Linked DNA regions of Ovis aries: region 2 is linked to region 1. Evidence: chromatin contacts called from public Hi-C data. All regions are on one chromosome and are shown on one strand. Each heading gives the region's core, a stretch centred on a gene start, on an enhancer-like site or on the middle of the called end of the contact. The rest is flanking DNA. Distances are from core to core; before and after follow the strand shown.

The links. A called contact is a pair of places that touch in the nucleus more often than the background predicts.
Region 2: a contact with region 1 is called in a Hi-C map of hypothalamus, with 3 times the contacts expected there. The contact joins the promoter of VSTM2L here to the enhancer-like site in region 1. A contact is called at or near these places in 2 of 16 Hi-C or Micro-C datasets (hypothalamus and skin fibroblasts).

What each region holds. Positions count from the first base shown.
Region 1 is chr13:66,480,467-66,487,112 of ARS-UI_Ramb_v3.0, forward strand. No RefSeq gene overlaps it. Among named protein-coding and RNA genes, the nearest start is that of BLCAP, 27 kb to the left of the region's middle. Within about 2 kb of position 2,340, at least 6 of the 54 cell types and tissues checked have an H3K27ac peak or open chromatin away from gene starts, as enhancers often do. A contact at or near this core is called in hypothalamus, where this site is marked.
Region 2 is chr13:66,788,657-66,795,293 of ARS-UI_Ramb_v3.0, forward strand. VSTM2L (V-set and transmembrane domain containing 2 like) reads left to right here and starts at 1,511. Exons shown (of 4, transcript XM_027977187.3): 1 at 1,511-1,856. The coding sequence starts at 1,736.

The DNA of each region.
Region 1 (6,646 bases), core at 1,090-3,589:
ACTCTCCAAAGTTCAGTCAGATGGCTTTCTCCCTGCCCAACGCACTCACCCGTCCACTTTTTGTCACCATAGCTCAGCTATTTCTTTTCTAGAATTCCACATACATGGAATAATTTTGCACGTGTTCTTTTGTGTTTGATTTCCTTTGCTCACCATATTGTTTCTGAGATTCTCTCTCATCATTATGGGGCTTCCATGGTGGCTCATGAGAAACGCTGGACTGGAAGAAACACAAGAATCAAGATTGCCGGGAGAAATATCAATAACCTCAGATATGCAGATGACACCACCCTTATGGCAGAAAGTGAAGAGGAGCTAAAAAGCCTCTTGATAAAAGTGAAAGAGGAGAGCGAAAAAGAGCCTAAAGCTCAACATTCAGAAAACGAAGATCATGGCATCCGGTCCCATTGCTTCATGGGAAATAGATGGGGAAACAGTGGAAACAGTGTCAGAATTTATTTTGGGGGGCTCCAAAATCACTGCAGATGGTGACTGCAGCCATGAAATTAAAAGACACTTACTCCTTGGAAGAAAAGTTATGACCAACCTAGATAGCGTATTCAATAGCAGAGACATTACTTTGCCGACTGTCCGTCTAGTCAAGGCTATGGTTTTTCCTGTGGTCATGTATGGATGTGAGAGTTGGACTGTGAAGAAGGCTGAGCACCGAAGAATTGATGCTTTTGAACTGTGGTGTTGGAGAAGACTCTTGAGAGTTCCTTGGACTGCAAGGAGATCCAACCAGTCCATTCTGAAGGAGATCAACCCTGGGATTTCTTTGGAGGGAATGATGCTAAAGCTGAAACTCCAGTACTTTGGCCACCTCATGCGAAGAGTTGACTCATTGGAAAAGACTCTGATGCTGGGAGGGATTGGGGGCAGGAGGAGAAGGGGACGACCGAGGATGAGATGGCTGGATGGCATCACGGACTCGATGGACGTGAGTCTGAGTGAAGTCCAGGAGATGGTGATGGACAGGGAGGCCTGGCTTGTTGCGATTCATGGGGTCGCAAAGAGTCGGACACGACTGAGCGACCGAACTGAACTGATGGTGGCTCAGACGGTGAAAGAGTCCGTCTGCAATGCAGGAGACCCGGGTTCGATCTCTAGGTCCAGGAAGATCCCCTGGAGAAGGAAATGGCAACCCATTCTAGTATTTTTGCTTGGGAAATCCATGGACAGAGAGGAGCCTGGAGGGTTACAGGTTATAACACAACTGAGCAACTAAGCATGCATGCACACGCTTGTCATGAGGGGGTTCATGCAGTCCTGTGGCTGAGCTGTATTCCACCATATGGATGGATCTCAGGTGATTTGTTCACTTTCCTGTTGATGGACACCTGCGCTGTGTCCAGTTCTCAAGTATCAGAACTAAAGCTGCTATGAATAGTCACATGTACATCTACGCGTGGACATATGGTGGTATGTTTTCAATTCTCTTGGGTATACTGAACCATTAACCTGCTGGATAATCAACAGGATTACATTACCTATTTGTTTGGTTTTTGTATACAGTCCCTTTTCCCTACTCTGCATCTTCGGAGCTGGACTTGGCTCACCACTGGATGCAGACAAGCAAGCATGTGGCATGTCCACAATGAATGAATAAAAAGTCAGGAGGGCTGATTTACAAATGTCAGGGCTCTGAGCCAGGGGTCTGCTGGGTTTGGGGGCACCTCCTCCCCCGTGGCCGGTTCCTGCTGTGGTTGCTGGGGAAGGCTGACAGTTTCTGAGCCCCGCAGGGGAACAATGTACACAGGAGAGGCGAAATCGTTACATGGTGGCTTCAGGGGTCTTGATTCTCACAGCTGGAATTCCTGAGGGTCTCCTGTAACCCTGAGATGTGGCAGAGGCTCTTGCCTCCTCTCGTGTCCCTTAGGACTCAGCCTGCCGCCCCTGCGTGTGGCATTTCTCCCAGCGCTGGGGCCCTGGGGGCCTTTCCCTCACCAGGTGTTTATGCAGCCCACCCTCTTCCGCGTCCTCACACACCATGAAGGGCCTCCGAGACACACATACGAGTCCCTACTGTGGTCCATGTGTGCAAACTCTGCACACCTTCTGCCATCCTCTGCCCCTTGCTTTTCTGTGCTCCTAGAACCATGGGAAGGGCGCGGGTGGTATTGGGCCCATGTTTTAGGGTGGCCCTGGAATGTATCTGTGTCCTTGTGTATCTGAATCTCTTGCCAGCCCGATGTCTCTGTGCCAGCCCGTGGTTCCAGGCTCGGTGGTACTGCCCACCCTCCGGGAAGCCACCTCGAGACACCGGAGGCGGCCTGGCCAGGGCTGTCCTCCCATCTCGGTCCAGCAGGGGGCGCCGGCGCTCCGCGGAGAAGCTGCGCTGCAGCCTTGCTGCGGGCGGAGGGCGGACTGGGGACTGCGAGAGACGGCGCTGGACTGGGTGCGAGCCTTCCGCAGCCTCAAAATACTTCATCTCGTCCAGAAAGGGAAACTGAGGCTCAGAAAGCGGGTGGCAGGCTAACTGAGATCTCCCAAATCCCAGGCCCAATTTCCCACCGCACCACACCCTTCTCTAGACTTGGCGTGGGAAGGGAGGGCGTCTCTGGGAGGTAGAGCGGAGGGACTGACTGTCTTCTCACTGGGCCACTCAGACTTGCTCGGAGGCAGGGCTATAGACTCGACCTCTCAATCCCCTCAGAGAACTTCGTTAGCTGCCGCGAGGTCTGTGAGCCTGGGGGTGAGGTCTGGTGGTCAAGGCTGGGGAGACTTGCCCCTCTGGAAGTTACCCAGGATAAGGGAGGGGCTGAAGGCCCCTTCTGATGTTGTTTAGTCACTAAGTCTGGTCTGGCTGTAGCCCCCCAGGCTCCTCTGGCCATGGGATTTTGCAGGCAAGAATACTGGAGTGGGTTGCCACATCCTCCTCCAGGGGATCTTCCCCACCTAGGGGTGGTACTTGCATCTCCTGCATTGGCTGGTGGATTCTTTACTACTGAGTCACAGAGAAAAGCCCAAAGACCTATTTACTCATCTATAAAACAGATGTGTAGGGAACCATTTCCTCCAGTTCTCTCCTGTCCTTTCTGCTTCATCTATGGCTTAAGAGGTGGCTGGACCAGTGTCCTGGGGACTCCATCCTTGCCCTGGCCAGACAACTGCTTCTAGATAAGACCACCCTGCTCATTCCTGGACCCTGCTCAGTTGGAAAATGGGATTGTCATCTGACCTGAGGGTGTGTATTTTTATTACCTAAGCAGCCTGTCTCAAAATGATGAATTGGGCCAATCAAATACCTGCTCTTCCAGAATTTGATATGGAAGCCAGCGCAGGGCAGTAGTCTTTGTGCTGGGCCCTGGGGAGGGAACAATAAACAGGAAAATGAGGTCCTTCCCCTAGGACCTTACCCCTCCTGAGTGGGGAGACAGATTGTCAAACAAGTACACAACAACCAAATAATTACAAATTGGGATCAGTGCTGTGAAGGGAACCAGGAAAGGGCAGAGATAAAGAGTAACCAAGGAGGGGGAGGCTGCTCTTGGCCAGAACTGTCAGGGGAGGGACTCTAATGAGGCAACATTTAAACTAGGAGCTGAAAGATGAGATGGAGCCAGTCATGCACAGGCGAGGCATGTGGAAAGGGGGGAAACAGGGCAAGGAAAGTGATCAGATTCATATTTTTAAAAGATCCTTCTGGCTGCTGGGAGGAGGACGGGCTGGGGCAGGGCGTGAAAGCTGGACAGCCGGAGAGGAAGCGGTAGTAATAATTCAGGGGAGAAATGCTGGTGCCTCAGATCAGGGTGGCCAGGCGGGTGGTGGATTCTGCTAGATGAGAGATAAGGGACAGGGGAGGATCCAAGATGATGCCTTAAAGAGTTAGGTGGTTGGGAGTGCTCTGTGCTGAGATGGGGAAGCGTATGAGGAAAGCAAGTGGAGAGGGAGGGTCACAGAACTGACGACCGCTGGCAGACTCTTAGGGATGCCAAGACGGACTCCAGCTTGCCTCTATTCCCCTGCCTTTGGGGTGGATTGTGGTTCTGAGCTCAGCTTTGTGGCACCTAAACGTGGCCTCAGCATCACCCTGGAGTGTTGGGAAATATGATCCCTGGGCCCCCAGTCTACCCACTCGAAAGCTTCCCGGGGTTGCTGATTCAACCGATCTGGGGGAACCCCTACCTCAGAGCTCAGGGTGTCTGTTTCCACTGGGACCCTGGTGACCTCTGTCCTCCTCTCCCGGGTGGCTCTACCCAAGTGAGGGAAGAGGCAGTGGCAAGAGAATGAGGAGGGAACCCCGAGAGAGACAAAAGAGCAGAGGCTGCTAGTTTTTGAGATGCTGAGAAATGCCAGGGGAAAACAAGCCTCCTTTTAATTTTGACCTCATTTCTAAATAATCCCAGCTACTAAGAAAGATATTACTTTGCTTCCTGGGAAGTAGCTGGGGGAATCACCCAGAGGAATTGGCAAGCGACACAAAACACAGAGGTTCAAGCCTTGCACCATGCACTTGCAGAGGCGGAAGTCAGGGGCACTTGGGCCCTGGGCTCACTCCAAACTAAGCTTGCCCACTGAGGGCAGCCCAGTTCATTCTGGACTCATCCCATTAGTGGGTCTTAAATGGCCTAAAGGTCCGTTAGCCTTGCAGGCCTGGGAGGTAGGGAATATTGGCTTGGGAGAGAAGGGAATATTCCCTTGCCCTGACCCTCTTCTTCTGGAGTCATCTCTGGGGTCTCTGGCACTTCTCCAGGGAAGCCCTCCCTCACCCCAACCTCATTCCCATAAGTAGGTCATGTCCCCCACTGTGAGCACCCACTTGGCAATCTGTTTCCATGTTCACCGACACGATCTGATTTCACCCTGCAAGGCAGGCCTGACATCTCCTTTTACAGACAAAGGCACTAAGGTTCAGAGAGTTTAACTACTTGCCTAAGGTCACACAGCAGGCATACAGCCTTGAACTTCTGTGACTGTGGCAGGTCAGGGTAATGTGGCCCTCAAATCTTTTGTTATAGCTGAACACCACCGATCAGTGGAAAGCTACAGATACCCAAAAGGATCAGATGAAGCATCTCAAGGGACCAGATAAATCTCCACACTGGGCTCAGGCAGAAGATGGGGACTCCATTCCATCCTAGCGACAGGACCCCAGAAGCCAATCTCAACTGAACGCAGTCCTCCCCTTTCCCAAAGTCAGCTGTTTCTCTTCCCTGGAAATGCCTCTGAAATGTCAATTGTGGGCCACCCACCCTCCCTCCTGCCTCGGCGAGTCATGTAGCAGCTCAAATATATTATACATATTAAAAGAATATATTCTCTGGCAGCCCTGAAGGGGATAATGAAACCTATATATATATATCTGTGTATTTATACACAATGGATTGGCTGGAAATGCTCTGAATATCCCTCCAGCTGTGGCAACCCTTTGAAATATGACACTCCAGCAACACCTCCCCCACTGGCGGGCTGGCGGGAGACATTAAAGATTTAAAAAAAAAAAAAAAGGGAAGAAGGAAGGAGAGGAAGGAGAAGAAAAAGGAGGCAGCTGGCTTTTGCCTTTGGCTGTGCAGCAGCAAACTGTGTTTAAATATTAAAACCACCCATCACCGGGCCCAGCTGTCCGCCCCCTTCAGTGGCCTGTGTACACACCAAGGTCTCCTGTGGCGACTGTGGTTGAGGGTTGCCAGGCAGATCTAACCGCTCCCCAACTCCAGGGATGGGGAGAGGGGAGGCTAGGAAAGCAGGGGGGAGGCTCTGCTTCAGATCTCAGATTCTGGGCTTGTCTAGGCTGGGCTGGAAAATGGCCTGATGGAGGTGGGGTGGGCTGAGGGGAACTTGGCAGGATTTGAGGCAGAAGATGTAGGTTTGGATCCTGATTTTGCCTCTTAAGTACTGAGTGACCTTGACCTTGGGAAAGTCTCTTTGGTCTCTGGGCTGCAATTTTCTCATCTATGTGATAAGAGATTTGGACTGGATCATGGGACTTTAGGGGTCCATGAATATTCAGAAATTACATGCCAAATTGGTGGCGGTGGGGGGCGGTTGGTTTCAAGGGAGTCGTCAGGCTCATTAGAGTGACTGGTCCTTCTCTGAGCGCCCAGAGCGTCATTTCTATCCCAAAACTGGTGCTTTAGGGCTCCCTAGTCAGGCGGGCCCTGATTTGTTCCATGTCCCAGCTGCTGTAGGGGAGGAGCTTGGAGATGTTCATTAAGGATTGGCACTATGGGAAGGGACATCTTGTTCCAACAGCATAATTAAAGGTGAGCCACAGTGACAAGAGCTGTCTTGCAAGGTGGTGAGCTCCCTGCCACTGAAGGAATTCAAACAGATGCTGAATGAACTCTTCAGTGGGGGAGGGGTCGATGCTGTACGAGAGATTTCAGCGTTTGACAGGGCCTGACTGTGAGGTCCCTTCAACCCCCAAATGTCTGTGATTTTAATTTTCTCTGATTAAGGACTACATAGAGCTTCAACTATGACTGAGGAGGGAGAGAGCCATTTGGGGTTTCTGTAAACATCATAAGCATGTGAAGTGGCAGGAGGGTAGCTTTGCCTCCTAGACACCTCTCACAATGGTTGTGGGCATCTTGCCACCTTGAGTGAAATTCCAGCGTTTAAATATATGTATTTTATGACACCATGGCTTCCCAGGTGGCATAGTGTAAAGAATCTGCCTGCCAATGCAGGAGATGCCAAAGAC
Region 2 (6,637 bases), core at 261-2,760, 310 kb after region 1:
GAAGCAGTATTCGTAATTGCGCGACCCTTCAGGGTGCTGTCCATGGTTTCGAATAAACTGTATTGTTGCTGGAGAACACAGGCCCCAACGGGTGTGTTGTCCGCCATATTATTGGAAAGGGGTATGAGAGAACAAATTAAAGACGGGGGCGAGGAGGAAAGCTGTCCCTCGGGCTCTAACCTTATTCTCAAAGTTGGGGTGATGTCCACAATGCTGGATCCTCCTGTGTGTGTTCTGGAGAGGGCTGTGGGCCTTCTCTGGCTCTGACTCTCATTCGGCGGGGGCGAGGGAGGCAATCAGAAGGTCTGTCCATGGTGCTGAACCCTCCCATCTAAGAGTCCGAGAAGTGCGGTGGGTGAGGTTGAAAAGATGGGTGTCGGGGTGGACGCTGTCCTCCTTTGAGGTGCTGAAACCGCGGCGGGTAGGGCTGTGCCCGGAACAATGCCTGATGAAGCACAAGGGATGAGAGTAGGAGAGATCCTGCCCAGGAGGCAGGAACTTGGCCCCAGACTCGCTGAGGTCCTCGGAGAAGCTCCGTCTCTGATTTAACGTGCTTAGTTTTCTTTTAAATGAAGCCACAGGTCCGCCTTATGTCTCAACAGCCCCAGTAAAACAGTCAGAGGAGGAATCGGAGGATCTCCTGGGATTCCTGCTCCTGGAAATGAAAGTGGCTTCGTTCACCACCACCTCTAGGCCCCTCTGTCCAAGGGAGGGAGCCCTGCAGTCCAGAAGGGGGCGATCCAGTCCACTGCACAAGGCTCAGCCTCTCTAAGCTAGAAGGAGACCCAGCAACTGGCCTGCCTTACTTACACCCACTACACGGACATGAAAACTGAGTCCCAAAGAGGGGGACAACATCAGTAATAACTATTGAGCTTCTACCACGAGGGCGGCATTTATGCTTAGCGCTTTACACACACGATTTTGTAATCCTCACCAGGATCCCTGAAGGCAGCTATTTATTCCCACTTCTCAGATGAAGACCTTGAAGCTCAGACTGGGTTAGACACTCGGACACGATCACACAGCCTGCGGCAGGCAGGTCTAACCAGGTCTCCAGTGCCTCAGCCCAGGTTTTCTTCCCACCTCCCCCTCACCTCCATCCACCCACCCGCCCCCACCTGCCTCCCTGACCTCGGCACCGCCCAGCTAGCAAAGTTGAGGAGTCCCTTTTGAGCGCGCTGGGTCTGGTCGATTGGTTTTCCTCTTTATCCCACTGGAGAGCATTTCAGTTCCTGAAACCAGTAGTGTTAAGCTTGGCAGGAATCGGGTCCCTAGGGTGGCTTCCTCCACCCCATCTCGCCCCAACTTGCGCTCTCGGGCCGGGAGAAGTTGCGGGTACCGCTTTAAAAATCCGAGCCTGGGCAAAACTTTGATGATAAATCAAGCGGCAGATCCCTCCGCCGCCGCCGCCTCCTCCTCTGGGCGGGCGGGGGGAGCGCGGGAGGGAGGGGGTGCGGCGGCAGCGGCGCCGAGCGGAGTGGCCTTCCGCGGAAGGGAAGAGTCCCGCAGTCGGAGGCGGCCGGCTGGGCGTGCGCTCGCTTCCCGCAGCCGGGGCTGGGCCGGAGCCGGGCGGGGGCCGGAACCGGGGCCCGACCGGGTTCTGCGGGCGAAGGGGCAGCAGCCGCAGCCGGGCAGCCAGGCCGCACCGGGCGGGGGCCGGAGGGCGCGAGGTCTGCGGTCTTCTGAGCCCCGATGTGAGGCGGCGGCGCCCCCTCCGGCCCGAGCGCGCACCATGGGGGCCCCGCTCGCCGTGGCGCTGGGCGCCCTCCACTACCTGGCACTTTTCCTGCAACTCGGCGGCGCCACGCGGCCCGCCGGCCACGCGCCCTGGGACAATCACATCTCCGGCCACGGTGAGTTGGGTCGCCGCCCCCGCGGACTTCCCCACCAAACCCCACCCTGGGCAGCGCGGCTCCGACTTGGCCGTCCCCGGACTCGAGCCCGCGGCGCCGGTGGCGGGAGTCCGAGGGGGGGCGCCCCCTGCCGGGTCTGCGGACCGGCCCTGGCTTGCTGGCCATTCCTGCGGACGAGGGTGCACCCCGGGTGGCACCCCCATGCCACTCCCGCGGAGGGCTCCTTTCCCACCCTCTACACTCGCGCGGATACATACACCTCCACGACCAGCCACGGACACACAGCCGCACTCGCTGCTTTCTCACACAACTCCTACCCTCATACATCTCCAGACACCTCGGATCGCCCTCACTTCTGTGCCCACTAGACACACAGCAGGCGCGGCCGGAGGGCTCACACCCTGCCAGCTGGCACCCCAGAGCACAACTCTTGCCTGCCCGCCTTCCTGCAGACACAGTGGCAAAATACACACACTTGTGAACACACTTTTCTCACCCACACATCTCTGCCCATCTGCCTTTCCCCTTTGTGGGTTTAACCCTGTAGCTGTCCTTGTCCCTTCCCTCTCCACCTGCCCCACTGGGAAAGGTCTTGGGGGACAGACGAACCCCGCTTCTTGAGAACTGGTAGCCTGGGCTGCAGCCACCCCATCAGGTGGGTGGCATCTTGGCTTGGTGGGAGCCCCTTGAAGACGCTGGAATAGTTGGCATTGCTGCTTCCAGGCGGAGGCGTGGAAGGGAAAGAGGGAAGCCTGGAGCTTTTGTCTGCCTCTAGGGGTGGGCAGGAAGCCCCCTGCCATCCTCCTGTAGGGTCCCCTCTCATCCTCATCTTTGACCCCGGAGGACTGAAAGATGGGACCTCTCAACTCAGCCACCCTGGGAGCTGGGGAGCAAGTGAGCATTCCCAGCACTGGCTGCCAAAGTGTCAGAAGCTCCTTCCAGCCCCAGAGGAGCCCAAGTTGGCAGCAGAGTTGGATTGTCTGAGGCCGGCAGCTGCAGGGGCTCCCCCTGCCTTGGTGAGGTGGACTCCTTCCTGTATGAGGACCAGGGCACAGATGAAAATGGAGAAGCCTCATCCATCCATCTCTTCCCTACAAGGGTTTCCAAGCTGGCCGGGGAGGCTGCAGCACCCATGCTGGGCAATGTATGCCCAGGACTGGGGACAGGTTTGCACAAAGGGCAGAGAACTGGGTGATTTCTTCTGATGGAAAAGAGTAAGGGCTGTGGTGGTAAGAGATCAGAGAAGGCTTTACTGGGGCGTGACGTGTGAGTTGGAATTGCTTGGGAGAGTAAGCCCTTCTCAGGGTCTCTGCTTTTGAGGAACTATGACTCCTTACACCCTTCTTCCTGACCAGGTTAAATAGTAACCGCTCTGTGTACCATTTGCACACCGTTCTTATCCCTCATCTAATTTCTACCGACCTGGCTGGAGCAGTGCTAAAATAGGGGAAGGGTTATTTTGATCTTTAGTATACAGATGGGAAAACCAAGGCTCAGAGGTAAAGGGACTCGCCCAAGGTCACACAGCGAGTGAGTGTTTGCACCGAGACTGGCCCCAGAGTCTGTCGGGCAAAGACAGCGCTTTTTCCAGGACATTCATCTCCCTGTCAGGCTCCCTCCCATTCAAGGGAAACTAGGGATTCCTCCTCCCGCTCCCCTCCTGGCTCCGCTCAGATCCTTGGCACGGTTGGAACTCACACTAGGAGAATGTTCCAAAGAAGGGCTTTCCTGAATTTTTGGTCCCGAGAGATGCAAGGAGTGGGGCTCTGAGGTTTACCATCATCCCATCCCTGGGCTGTGGGGGCCACTCTGTCATTCCTGAGGCCCCGAGGTGGCCCCCTCATCGGCAAGCAGGGTTCTCCTCTGCGTGGCAGTCTCCGCCTGCCCCCTGGTGCCAGGCGTGCTTAGGGCACAGCTCTGCCCCCCTGGCTGTAGTGCCCCCACTGCACCCTGGGGAGGTCCAGCAAGGGCCCAGAGGAGGGGCTGGGTAGGAAGGACACAGCACTGGCTGCAGGGGAGCCTGGCTTCTCTTGCTGCCCCACTGTGCAGTTCTGGGCAAGTGAGTCACCCCTCTAGGGCTCTTTCTGTCCCTCAAGAAGCGAGGAGGCTGGACCGCTCTGCAGGGTCCAGACTGCTGGCTCCCAACACTACCAGGTTCAAAGTCACCAAGTGGTTGATGCCAAGGAGCCCCCACCGTTGCCCCTCTGCCGGGCCAGACGCCTAACACCACAGGAAGGGCTCAGAGCCACTCACTTAATCACAAAAAGAAACTGTTATTAATGATAGTGAGACGCGGCGGATAAGTGGGTCATGTCTAATAAGCCGTTTGTGTTCAGGAGGAGAATACCAATTTGATAAAAGCTGTGTGTGCTGAAAAAGCCCAGAAATTGCTGTTTAGCAGATTGGAGCCTGATCGTTCCATTATTCCTGGGCTCTGCGTGTCCTCAGCTGATTCAGGAAATGTGGCTGGCTTAGGGAGGTGTCTCTGTGCCTCGGGTGGGGGTGGGAGGCTGGAAGAGGGGGCTCCCGGGGAGGAGTCCACTGACCCCAACCGCTTGGTGGCTGTTCTCCAGCTCAGTTCCAGCCCAGCCCAGCCCAGCCACCAGGCTAATGCCTTCCACCTGCTCGCCCCGGGGCTTGTCACAGGGAAAGCCCATGGTCAGATGGGTCCGCAAGGACATCGGTCTCACTTCCCACCTCCTGGCTGCCTCCACTCAGCCCACTTCGCAGAGGAGTTTTTAAAGGCATGAGGAGTGATGGGGAGGGGGTGGTACCTGTCTTTTAGGGAGACATCGGGAAACAGGAGGCAAGAAGGTGATTGTCAGTATCTATGCTGAGTAGGTATTCAATGAACGGCAGCTAATTTGATTTTTTCTGATCAGATAGGGTTAGCTCATTGCCCTGAGCACAGTGCAGGTGGGAGGAAAGGGAGCTGACATTTATGAACTTCCTACTGTGTGGTAGGTGCTTCCAAACCCCTGACCAGTGTTTACTCACTAAGGCTGACATCCAACATAGGAGGAAACAAAGGTTAGAGAGGGCCAGTGACTTGCTCAAGGTCACTGAGTCTGTACAGAGAGCTGGGAAGGCCAGCCTACAATGAAAGTGTGTCTGGCAATTCCAAACCTGCCTCCTCCAGTACAGCTGTGAGGCAGGCTTGGCCAGTCGTGTGATGGAACTCCTTCCCCTGCTCATCCCTACCCCAGGGACTCCCTTCCAGCTCCCCGGACAACTGGGAAAGCAGTGGGTTCCACCAAGAGGAACTAGCAGCTCAGAAAGGTGATGAGATCTTGCTGAGGCCATGTGCAAGTTAGAAGCAGGAAGCTGGATTAGACTTCTTCTCCAGGACTCTTCCTAGATTTTATTCACAGTAGGGGTCTGGGAGGCAGGATCTGTTTAATTTTTTTTGGCCACACCACACACAGGATCTTAGTTCTCTGACCAGGGATCAAACCCATGTCCCCTACAGGGAAAGCACAGAGTCCTAACCGCTCGACCACCAGAGAAGTCCCCAGGAGGCAGGATCTTTAATGAGGATCTTTGTGGATCTCCTGCATTGCTAGCACCCAGGGAGTTTGTTACAATGCAGATCCATTGGCCAAAATGATTGTTGAGAGGACCCTGGAATCTGCATTTTAATAAGCTCCCCAGGCCGAGTCTTGGAGTCACTGCCTTAAGTATTCACCCAACCTGATGAGACTTGTACGGATGGGAAATTGCCTGGTGCGGGGGGCTGCTGGATTGCCAGCGAGGAAGAGGTCCCGACTGGAATGGGCATGTGGACCCTCAGAGGAGCCCAGAAAGCCCTTCACTGCAGCAAACGTCCATCTTCCCGCCCTCGCCCTGCCACACACACACACACACACACCCCTAGGCCAGCACCTTCAATTATTAATACACCCCAATGCAGACAAGGATCCTGGCTTGGCCGGGCCTTTGTCCATTGAGTAATTCCCTGTCCTGAGGTTTTCTCTGTTGCCAGGAGGGTGCAGCAGGATGCTGCGGGAGGGGGTGGGGGCTGCCAGGCCATTTGGCAAACAGCCCGTGCACTGAAAAATGACCCTGGCTTTCTTGCGTTCCTTCCCGAACTGTTGGTATCTCCCCATCAATAAGCTGGCTAGTTTGGTGGTTGGGAGATGGAGAAAATTGAGTGCTGTCTTCCGAAGGTTATGATGTTAAAAATGTGTTCACCGTTGTCTCGGGTGTTGGTGATTATTCTATCAATTACGCCCGTAAACACTCGCCCTGGGCTGAGGGTTTCCCGGCCTCCTGTGGGGAATTGGCCCTCACAAGCAGTTTTCCCCAAGTCCTTCACACCAATTGCTTTTGACACTTTGCCTATCAGCGGCTCCCTCAGCCTTTTCCCCAAGCAAGGGAAGCCGCAGGCGGCCAGCAGGACTGGGAATTCAACTCGCTGCCACCGTGACAGCAGGCGTGTTGGGGGAAGTCTCTTGGTGACAAGTAAGTGGGCAGGGTCTGGGGTGCAGGGAGAGTGATCCTTGCCAATCACCAGGGCAGGAGATGGAGCATGTGGAATAAATGAATCACTGAGGCTCAGGCCAAGCCAGCAGGGCCTTTGGGACCATCTTCTACCCATTTCACAAAGGGGAAAACCAAGGCCTTGGGTAAGAGAGTGTGCGCCCAGATTGCCTGGGAGGTTAGTGCTTGGCTTTGGGGATCACCTGACCCACCTCTGTACAAAAGGAGAGTGAGAGGACTTCCCTGGTGGTCCAGAGGTTAAGATTCTGAGCTCCCAGTGCAGAGGGCCTGAGTTCAGTCCC